2 separate regions of the Mus musculus genome follow, and region 2 is linked to region 1. A link is a contact called in public Hi-C data. All regions are on one chromosome and are shown on one strand. Each heading gives the region's core, a stretch centred on a gene start, on an enhancer-like site or on the middle of the called end of the contact. The rest is flanking DNA. Distances are from core to core; before and after follow the strand shown.

Evidence for each region. Hi-C and Micro-C count contacts between places; a contact is called where the count stands out from the background.
Region 2: a Hi-C map of muscle stem cells shows a contact between it and region 1, with 2.2 times the contacts expected there. The contact joins two enhancer-like sites. A contact is called at or near these places in 9 of 484 Hi-C or Micro-C datasets (embryonic stem cells, granulocyte-monocyte progenitors, granulosa cells and 4 more).

The regions. Positions count from the first base shown.
Region 1 is chr4:99,951,499-99,956,222 of GRCm38.p6, forward strand. The region is part of intron 1 of Pgm1 (phosphoglucomutase 1); the gene reads left to right. Among named protein-coding and RNA genes, the nearest start is that of BC062258, 24 kb to the left of the region's middle. Within about 2 kb of position 2,528, at least 19 of the 459 cell types and tissues checked have an H3K27ac peak or open chromatin away from gene starts, as enhancers often do. A contact at or near this core is called in muscle stem cells, where this site is marked.
Region 2 is chr4:100,212,275-100,216,998 of GRCm38.p6, forward strand. All of the region lies in intron 1 of Ror1 (receptor tyrosine kinase-like orphan receptor 1), which reads left to right. Among named protein-coding and RNA genes, the nearest start is that of Gm12701, 95 kb to the left of the region's middle. Within about 2 kb of position 2,302, at least 41 of the 459 cell types and tissues checked have an H3K27ac peak or open chromatin away from gene starts, as enhancers often do. A contact at or near this core is called in muscle stem cells, where this site is marked.

The sequences.
Region 1 (4,724 bases), core at 1,278-3,777:
ATTGCTACTGCTCAGAGACTCAGCTCTGTAAATGTTCCTTCCGGGACAGTCTGTTGGCCACCACACCATGATGGCTTCCTCCTGATGTGACTTCTTTTCAAACAAAGACCCACTCACCCATGTTTTTTGTCCCTGCCTCCACGCAGAACGTGGAATAAGTGGTAGTGAGTATCTTTCCATCATTTCCAGAGGCTTCAACGCCCAGGAGGAGGAGGATCTTTCCCCTGCTCTTGTGAGTGAGGCAGATGTTAGGATCTCACGCTAGCGATGAGCCGAGGTTTGGGATGGGCTAGTCTTCACTCACGGCTTCTTGGATGCCATGTACAACACTGGATGTCTTTATGATTTACTACCATTTCAGTTGAGTGCAAGCTGCATCTTGCAGGCTCAGTTCAGTTCAGTGACCTGTCCCTGAGTGCACTTTCATACCTTTGAGAGTCATAGCTTTTGGGCCTGGTTGTGCCTGTCTCCTAGTCCTCTGCACTTCATGGATTGCCATGTTACGCCTGCGTTGGCTGGAGAAATGAATGGCCTTTCTCCACTGCTGTGGACCAATACTCTGGGCTCATAGTGGTAAGAATTTTGGGCCATGGCAAAAGTAGAGAGCTATGGGCCAGTTGTTGGGTACATCCTGTTGCTTTTAGCTGAAGGAGAAGCTGGCTTCCTAGGCTTTGCACCCAAATCAGGGTTAGCACTTCTGTCCCTGTGACCTTTCTAAAAACTGAACCCTGTGAATGGAAGCATGAACCCATTTGAGCCCTAGATCTGGTGCTTGTATGAGACCTAGACATAGTAGCTAGTTGTCCAATAAATATGTGTTACTGGAAAGAAAGAAGAAAGGAAAAAAGGGAGAAAGGAAGGAAGGAAGGAAGGAAGGAAGGAAGGAAGGAAGGAAGGAAGGAAGGAAGGAAGGAAGCCAAAGAGGGAGGGAGGGAGGTTTCCAGCTTGCGGATGAGAAAGGGATCCGGATCTTTGGGAGGCCAGGAGTGAAGGGGTTCATAACTCTGCCATTGTGAAATTGATTGGGCCCAAGACCAGTATGAAAGTTCCTTGTCTGAAGGGAGCAATCCTTAAATCCCCCATATGGTTTAAATGTAATCTGTGTCATTGTGAAGGAGTACTGGCAACGCAGGCGAATTCATTAGGCCAAATTGGGTTCGCTCTGCTCGACAGTAGCGTTTCTGAAGATGAAGTTCAACCTTTGCTGGAGAGCTAAAACGGATGAGTTTCTTAATAGCTGCCCCACTTAGTCCGAGCGGCTCAGGAAGCTTAATGTTTTTAATGCCTCTTCTTTTTTACCCCACTTCACAGTCCATCTAACATTGCTGCTTCTGGTAATATTTTTATATGAGGTTGAGTTCTATGGTGTCTGTAAAATTATGACTTCATGTTCTTTTTTTTTTTTTAAGAAAGGAAGCTTTCTCCAGTAAGCGTCTACCATGTGTCCTTCAGGCTTCTGTTTGCATATTGATAAATACAAGACTGGGCATGTGTAGCCATCTAAATGGATACGTTTGTAATTTCAGCTTCAGAAAGTCCTTCACCAGCAAGCAGCCCAGGTGGAGCAGAGAACATGCCAAAATGTCATGCGCTGTGTGGGAGGAAAGCTGGGTGGATTTGTCTAGGCACCCCCATGCCCACGTGCTCCCGAATGTACCCTGGGACATCGGGGTCTCATTAGGAAGGTTGCAGTGCCTTGGGTCACTGCTCTGTTAGTTCAATGAAGAGATCACTGGAATAATATTTCATAAATCTAGCTCTTTGGTTGCATATGCCAAGACACATATGTTGGTCTAATTTACAAGGCTCTAAGAAATGAAGGGGAACTTGGCACAGAACTTAAAATAGATGAATTTTAAAAAAAAGCTACTCGTAATAAGTCAAAAAAGTCATGGTAGATAGCTATGAATAAAACAAGCTTGCTTTTAAAATCAATTTCAAAGAATTTCATTAAAAAACAAAAAAACAGGAGCTCTAAATAAGCCATAAAAAGTGGTTGGTTTTTGGCAGTCTGGTTCTCAGCGTAATACATGTGCCTCATGGGCTGTTTTCACATCTGCAGATTTTCTTTCTCTTTGCTTTCAGTTGGCAAGGCCAGCAGTATACAGTTACAGTTCTCTCTCAGAGGTGTATCAACTCCAGCCCCGTGTCATAAGGGATCTTGATCACCTGTCTCTTCCACAAACTATCACACTGGTCTACTATATGGACGACATGGTGCCGATTGCACCATGTGAGCAGGAGGTAGCAACCACTTTGGATTTGTTGATAAAACGTATATGTACATCAGAGGATGGGAAATAAATCCAACCAAAATTCAAGGGCCTTCTACCTCAGTGGAATTCCCAAGCATCAAGTGGTGTGGGGCATGGAGAGATTGACCTTCTAAGGTGGAGGGTAAGTTACTACACTTGCCCACTCCTACCACCCGGGAGAAACCTGTTTGAATTTTGGAGACAGCACATTCCACACTTGGGTGTGCTACTCAGGCCCATACACCAAGTGACTCAGAAAGCTGCTAGCTTTGTGTTGGGGCTGGAACAGGAGACAGCTCTTCAGCAGGTCCAGGCTGCTGTGCAGGCTGCTCTCCACTTGGACCATATGATCCAGCGATCCAATGGGACTTGAGCTGTGGGTAGTTGGTCAGTGTGGCCATGTCTGCTCTATGAAGGACACCAGGCTCCCATGCCAGTTGAGTGCTTTTCAGCCATGTGCCCATTAACTCTGCTGATCCTGTGCTAGGCAGCTGCTCCTCCCCCATCACAGGACTATTCCTGCCTCTGAGAGGCTAGCTAGCTGCTTACAGAGCTTGTCTTCTGTCACACCCAAATTGGCACCCTGGTAGATAAATAATTTTGGTTTTCAAAGGTGGTGATTCACAGCTCCCTTCAAAACCTTACTCTCCACTTCCTATCAGACTCCCCAGACCTGTGGTTTGACCAGTCCTGGTTTACTTTTTAAACTTTGATGATACGGCTTCTTAATTGGTAATTTCTGCTGACCTAGACAAGAAACTCACAGGATGAATTTTAAATTGATTATTAGGAAAACCTCAGGGGACAGAGGATATTAGATATTAAATTTGTTGAGATAAACTGTTTTAAAACATTTTAGGTTCTTCAAATGTAAAAGACAATTTGCTTCATTAAAATGTTTCCTTGAGAAGGCTGGAGAAATTCTTGGCAGTTAAGAGAGGGTACTGTTCTTCCAGAGGTTGGTTCTCAGCACTCAGACCCAGCTACTTCACAGCTGTCTGTAACTACAGATCTAGGGCATCCACTGTCCTCTTCTGGCTCCATAGGTACACATGGCATATAGCAGCCAGACATACACATATACACATAAATGAAAATAAAAATGTTTAAAGTGTTTTCTTGAGAGTAAAGTCTGTTTAAACAGACAGTGTCATATGCCTGTATGTCAGCAGAGGCTAGCAGGATTTCACGTTCCAATGCCATGTGAGCTACATGATCAAGGCCAGTCTGGGTTATATAGTAGGACCCTATCCAAAATAATTAATCATATTATCCTATTATTTGTCTAATTATTAGCAACTGATCCAGGTTTATATACATAGGAAAATATATCTATCAACTCCTCATTGTTCTGTATTTCTCAAAAATGTGGTGAATCCCTAGAGTCATTTTTCTATAAATTTAAGAGGAGAGCCTAAATGTTGGTGGATACTCTCACTAAGCCATTGTTACCCCCAGTGCTGGAGATGCCCCTGGGCATTGCCCATGCTGACAAGAGCATTCTCCCTAAGCTGTACTCCAGCCCCATTTGGTTAAATTCTTGGTGGCCAATGAGCAGATCGGTTGGTTCCGCTAGCTGATCATTTCTCTTCTACCTGGGATGGCGTGTGGGAAGGACATAATTCTGTGGGTCTCAGAATGGCATCGAAGCAGGGAGACCAGAGGTAACTGAGATCCCGCTCCCATTTTAAGCTTGACCTTTTATTTGCTCAGTGGCTCTAAACAACTTTAGCTGCAGATGGCCCAGAGGCTCCAGTTCAAGAGGCAGCAGGGAAAGTGAGAGCCATACCCGGTATCTTGTCCTAGCCTGCTTTAGGGACTGCAGTTGTTCCATCTTAGCCTTGGCTTCCAGAGCAGAGGCTGGCAGCTCTCTGGTGTCTGAAACCAAAGTCTGTTGTAGGCAGCGCTCCGGGGCACTCTGCCCTAACGGGAAACGAGGCAAAAATAATTGAAGGGTGTTCAGCTTCATTGTGTGGGCAGAAGGATCTTCATCCGAACGACTTTGAAGATCTGCTTCGTGTGGGGGGGGTATGGGTGGGTGTGTGACCCGTAACTTTGTCTCAGGAGACAATCACCATAGGGAATTAATGAGACTTCCTAACCGACAGTGATGGTCCAAAGGAAAATTCTGTGTTGTTTACTCAAAGGACACTGTGGCAGCTTCAGGTCCGATAGACCATTTGGGGGACCCTCAGCTACTTCCTGGACACCCTCACAGAGCCAAGTATTGGATATGAAAGATGAGTGACTTTGAAGAATGGATTTCTGGGACATACAGGAAAACAGAAGAGGGTCCACTCCCACTGCTGACTTTTGCCACAGCTCCTTACCATGACCAGAAGCCAGGAACAAGTGGATTACGGAAGAACACCTATTACTTTGAGGAAAAGCCTTGCTATCTGGAGAATTTCATCCAGAGCATATTCTTTTCCATAGACCTCAAAGATCGCCAGGGATCATCACTGGTGG
Region 2 (4,724 bases), core at 1,052-3,551, 260 kb after region 1:
CCAGGCACTGCTGTTCACTTTGTTCTCAGCAGAAACTAGAGAAGGGAGAGAGCCCTGACTGGCTCCAAGGTCTTACCCCAGCCAGCATTGCTACATCCACCGAGTCTCAGTCTGGATCTCCCCCCTTCCCCCCCCCCCCCCCAGACAGGGTTTCTCTGTATATATAGCCCTGACTGTCCTGGAACTCACTCTGTAGACCAGGCTGGCCTCAAACTCAGAAATTCACCTGCCTCTGCCTCCCAAGTGCTAGGATTAAAGGCATGAGCCACCACTGCCTGGTGTTACATCCTTTTTGTTTGTTTGTTTGTTGGTTGGTTGGTTGGTTGGTTGGTTGGTTGCTTGGATCCCTTGACATTGCCCAGCAGACAGTCACCCTTGTGGCCAACCCTGATCATGTCACCCCCTGCTTCTACGCTTACCACTGTGTTATAAACAGAGGCAGAAACCCTTACTTCTCTTACAGAAGTCCCCACTGCTTTTTGCCTTATGCCCATCCATCTATCAGATGCTCATCCCTGGGTGGTCATTGCACTGGCAGCCCCCAACCGAGCGAGCCTGTACTGGTCCCCTGCCTGCAGAGCCTCCTCCTCCTCAGTTCCCTTCAGCCTCAGTTCTGTCCATAGTTGGTGCCCTATGTTATTTCTTTAGGGTGCTTTCTCTGAATCTAGCCCACCAGTCAGAGATACTGACCCTCTCTTACACTGCTCTTGGTACCCCATGTCCTCCCTTTGTGGCTTTTGTCCCTGATTATAAGGATGAATTTGTATACTTATTTGATTGATCTCTGTGAACTCTACCAGTTCAGTGGCTCTGAACCTTCCTAATTCTGTGTCTATTTAATACAGTTCCCCATGTTATGGTGACCCCCAACCATAAAATTGCTTTCATTGCTACTTCATAACTGTAATTTTGCTACTGTTATGATCATGATGTAAATACTTACATACTTATGGAGACAGAGTTTTGTCAAAGGGTCATGACCCCACAGGTTGAGTACCATTGTTATATTGTGGGGGTCATTCAGGCTAAGTTGGCTTTGTAGTGATGTTGGTATTGCCACAAGCCTGATACTTAGAAGGTACAAGTGTTTGCTGAGTGAAAAACTGAAGAACATATCTTAGTTAAAACACCTAAGCAAATGAGATGGGGAAAAAATTCTACAGTTATAATTCTACAATTGAACAAACTCTATTTTTGATTTTTTAGTGTATACTTTTAAGTTTTTATTCATTCTATTAAAATAAAATGGCTTCTCATTTAATTGTATTAGACACATGATTGAATATCCACCAATTGTATTTAACTTCCAATCATTTTTTTAAAAATTAACTTGTGTCTCTAGCTGCATATATAACAGAAGATGGCCTAGTCGGCCATCATTGAGAAAAGAGGCCCCTTGGTCTTGCAAACTTTATATGCCCCAGTACAAGGGAATGCCAGGGCCAAGAAGTGGGAGTGGGTGGGTAGGGGAGCAGCGGGGGGTGGGGGGAAGGTATAGGGAACTTTCGGGATAGCATCTGAAATGTAAATAAAGAAAATATCTAATAAAAAAAGAATCAAAAAATTTAACTTTTTGTAGTGAGACCTCCCCCCCCCCAACATGATTATATGATATGTTATTTCATGGAAACTGATGCAGAAATGACATCGTGTCACCTTAGTGAGTCAACATCTTACATAGCCAAAACGAGTACATGCCACAAAATCAAGGTTGAACGTACAGGCAAATGGAACCATGTGGCAAAGGATTTCTAGACCATGCGGGGAGCGTGCTGGCCACAGGAAATGGCTGTGGCTGGAAGTGGGGAATGTGGCAGGCTGTTAGAGTTGCTACCTGCTCCTGGTCAAAGCAGGCCTCTTGTGTGGAATGCCACCATGGCTCTGGGACATGGGCAAGAAAAATGGTTGCCCTGGGATTCTCTAGAACCCTCTTGGGCTTGTAACAGGGTACTGACGGAGGGTGTGTTTTTCCTTGCTTCATGCCGAGGCAGTAAGGAGAAGTCACTTGGGACCCACAGTGCTGTGGAAGAGGGTGTGATCAGTCAAGTTGATCACACTAATTCAGCCTTTAGCAGACAGCACAAAACAGTGACTCTGTAATGCAGATCCCCCACAGCACCTTCTGATGGAATGACCCTGAATGACTTAGGTACTGCTTGGTTTACCACAAAGGCAAGGAAGGAGGGCTAGGAAGGGTAGCCACAAGGGGGCACTAAACCAGAGCCAGAGGCACAGAGTAGGGCTGGTTCCTGACCTTTGTCACTGTTTCCTGCTCTCTGCTGAAGAAAGGTCCCTTCAAAGGTCCAGATGACAGCAGGCTGATTGTATTTCAGCCACCCCACACTGCGTGCTTGCTCTGAGCGGACACCTTTTGCTGCAGAATCCAGGAGCAGTGAGGTCATTACCACTTTCATCCCTGATTTATACACTAACTCCTTGAGACACGAGGAGGGTGGAAAACAGGATTTGAACGCAGATCTGTGTGAGCCCAAATCCTGTGCTTTCCCAACCACTACTGATGAGGAATCTCAGTAGGTTCTTAAGAAGGAGCACGCTCCTCTCCGGAGGGTTTGTGACCCAAGAGTATGAAGAGAAACAAGGCGAGCTCTGTGTTCCCACTTGGGGAAAGTTAATATTTCACTGCTCTCGAGAATTTAGGAGCTTGGTTAAAAACTCACTATTAAACAGGGATTTTCTTTAATTCCTTTTGTTTAAAGATTTTCTTGTGAAACACTCTATGTACTGTGCCTCCCTCTGAGACGTCAGTGGTGCCAGACCGTTAGGGAGTTTGTGTAAATAGAGAGACGGCCAAATGCTGCCCACACAAGTCGTGAGGCATGAGGCTGAGTGTGTGAAATGGTTTCACAGGCAGCCAGGGCTCAGAGAGTGTCCTGGGACCTCACCTGCTTCCCAGGATCTGAGGACAGGGCCGTGCAGGCCTAAGGATAAAGATCCAAAAATTGTCTGACTGTTCATTGGGAAAAGGCGAAGTCTGATAAGGAGATGCAACCGTTTAGTCTTGAAAGGTCAATATTAATTATTGTTAATGCATATCTGGATTTCTTTTCTTATTTTCAAACTGACACTTCTTACAAAAAACAGGAATATCTAGAGAGTAAATAATGGGACAAGAATGCTTTGAAACATTTTTGAAATGATGGTTCAGTGCCTGGGGTCAAAGTGTAGAGCTGGTTTTCTTCATGTATTAAGAAAATACATAATTTTTAAAAAAATTAACATTGTTTTGGGCAGGACTGTATTATATTTACATGTTGAAAAATGCTTTTTTGTTTTTTTACAACTAATAGGAGCTTAGCATTGTGAATAAGGAGCAAAGAGAGCCGGTGTGGATGAATGCCCTCTTTCTTTAGTTGCAGAATTTAATAGCTGCCACTGAGAACGTTTTCTTTTAATCAGAGAAAAAAATTATTTTGTCCTTGACATTTATGCCAAAAGCCAGCCTAGAGAGTATGTTTTATAGCCAGTGCTGGATTACCCTAAAGGTAGAATTTTCCTATGTACAATATTCACTGAGTAGATTTGATTGCGTTAGATAACCGATCTATTAGAGAATCTTTCCAGTAGTTCCCCAAAGATGAAGATGCCTGGTGACAGGAGGATCACAGGTAAGTGCTCACATGCTTCCTGACTCTGTGACCTTGAGTGACCAGTACTGAGTCTGTTTCTTGATACAGGAGGAGATCTTATGTGCCAGCACCGTCATGCTGTCATAATGATTAATGTGGCTAAACATTTAACATAGTCCTTGGCAATTATTGAGTAGTCACTAAGTATTTGTGATACAGAAATGATACAATAACTTAAAACTTGCCCCAGAGAATGCTTCCTTTGTGATCTGGTGAGCCCTAAGAATGTAGAGAAAATGAGATGGCTCAATCTTCTAGAACAACTGCTAAATCTAAGTTTAGCAGAGGCAAACGAAGCTTAAGACACTGCATGCGGAGGTTGTTAGAGAGGCTCTGCTACTTTATTAAATGCCACGGGGAAACTGTCTGTCACCTCTTAGCTTTCTTTCCTCTATTTGTACATGCTATCAGCACATGCTACATATGTTTAGGCATTAATGGGCAATCTCAAAGAAATACATGATATAGATAGACCCTGACCTGATGGAAGTTTTTAGTATATTTGCAAAATTAAATAGACAAAAATTAAATATCAAAATAACATCTAGCTGCCAAATAAGGGGAGTATTGGCGGGAGGTAGAGACCCCCAGCACACCTGGGGTTGCAGCATTGGCAGTGGGGAGGGAACCTGCATCCTATGACAGAGCAATGGAAAGCTTCCTGCTTGTCAGGGTGAAGTCAAGGAGGAAGCTGGCTTTGATGGGAACGAGCAAGGCAAAGGCAAGGAGAGGTGGTTAGCAAGAGAAGCTCATTAAGATCTAAGGCTCTCTTTGAACCTAAAGTGTCTGTCTTTGTGGACTGATCAAGCTTGTCTGTCAGGCCCTTGTCCACCACCATGATTCATTAGCCTGTCTCCCTTATCATCATATCAAAAGTAAGACAAGAGGCAGACACAGATAGGAGGAAGTACTTTGCTTCTTGCTACTATGCCAAACATAGTTTACATACCACAGCCAGTGACCTGTCAACCCACCTCTCCTGGACACTTAATCATTTCCCTGGAATCCTCTGGAATAATTTCTCTATGCGTTAGTATATGCTTCGGAGTGTAGTCTTCTTCCTTCCCTTCAACTAGC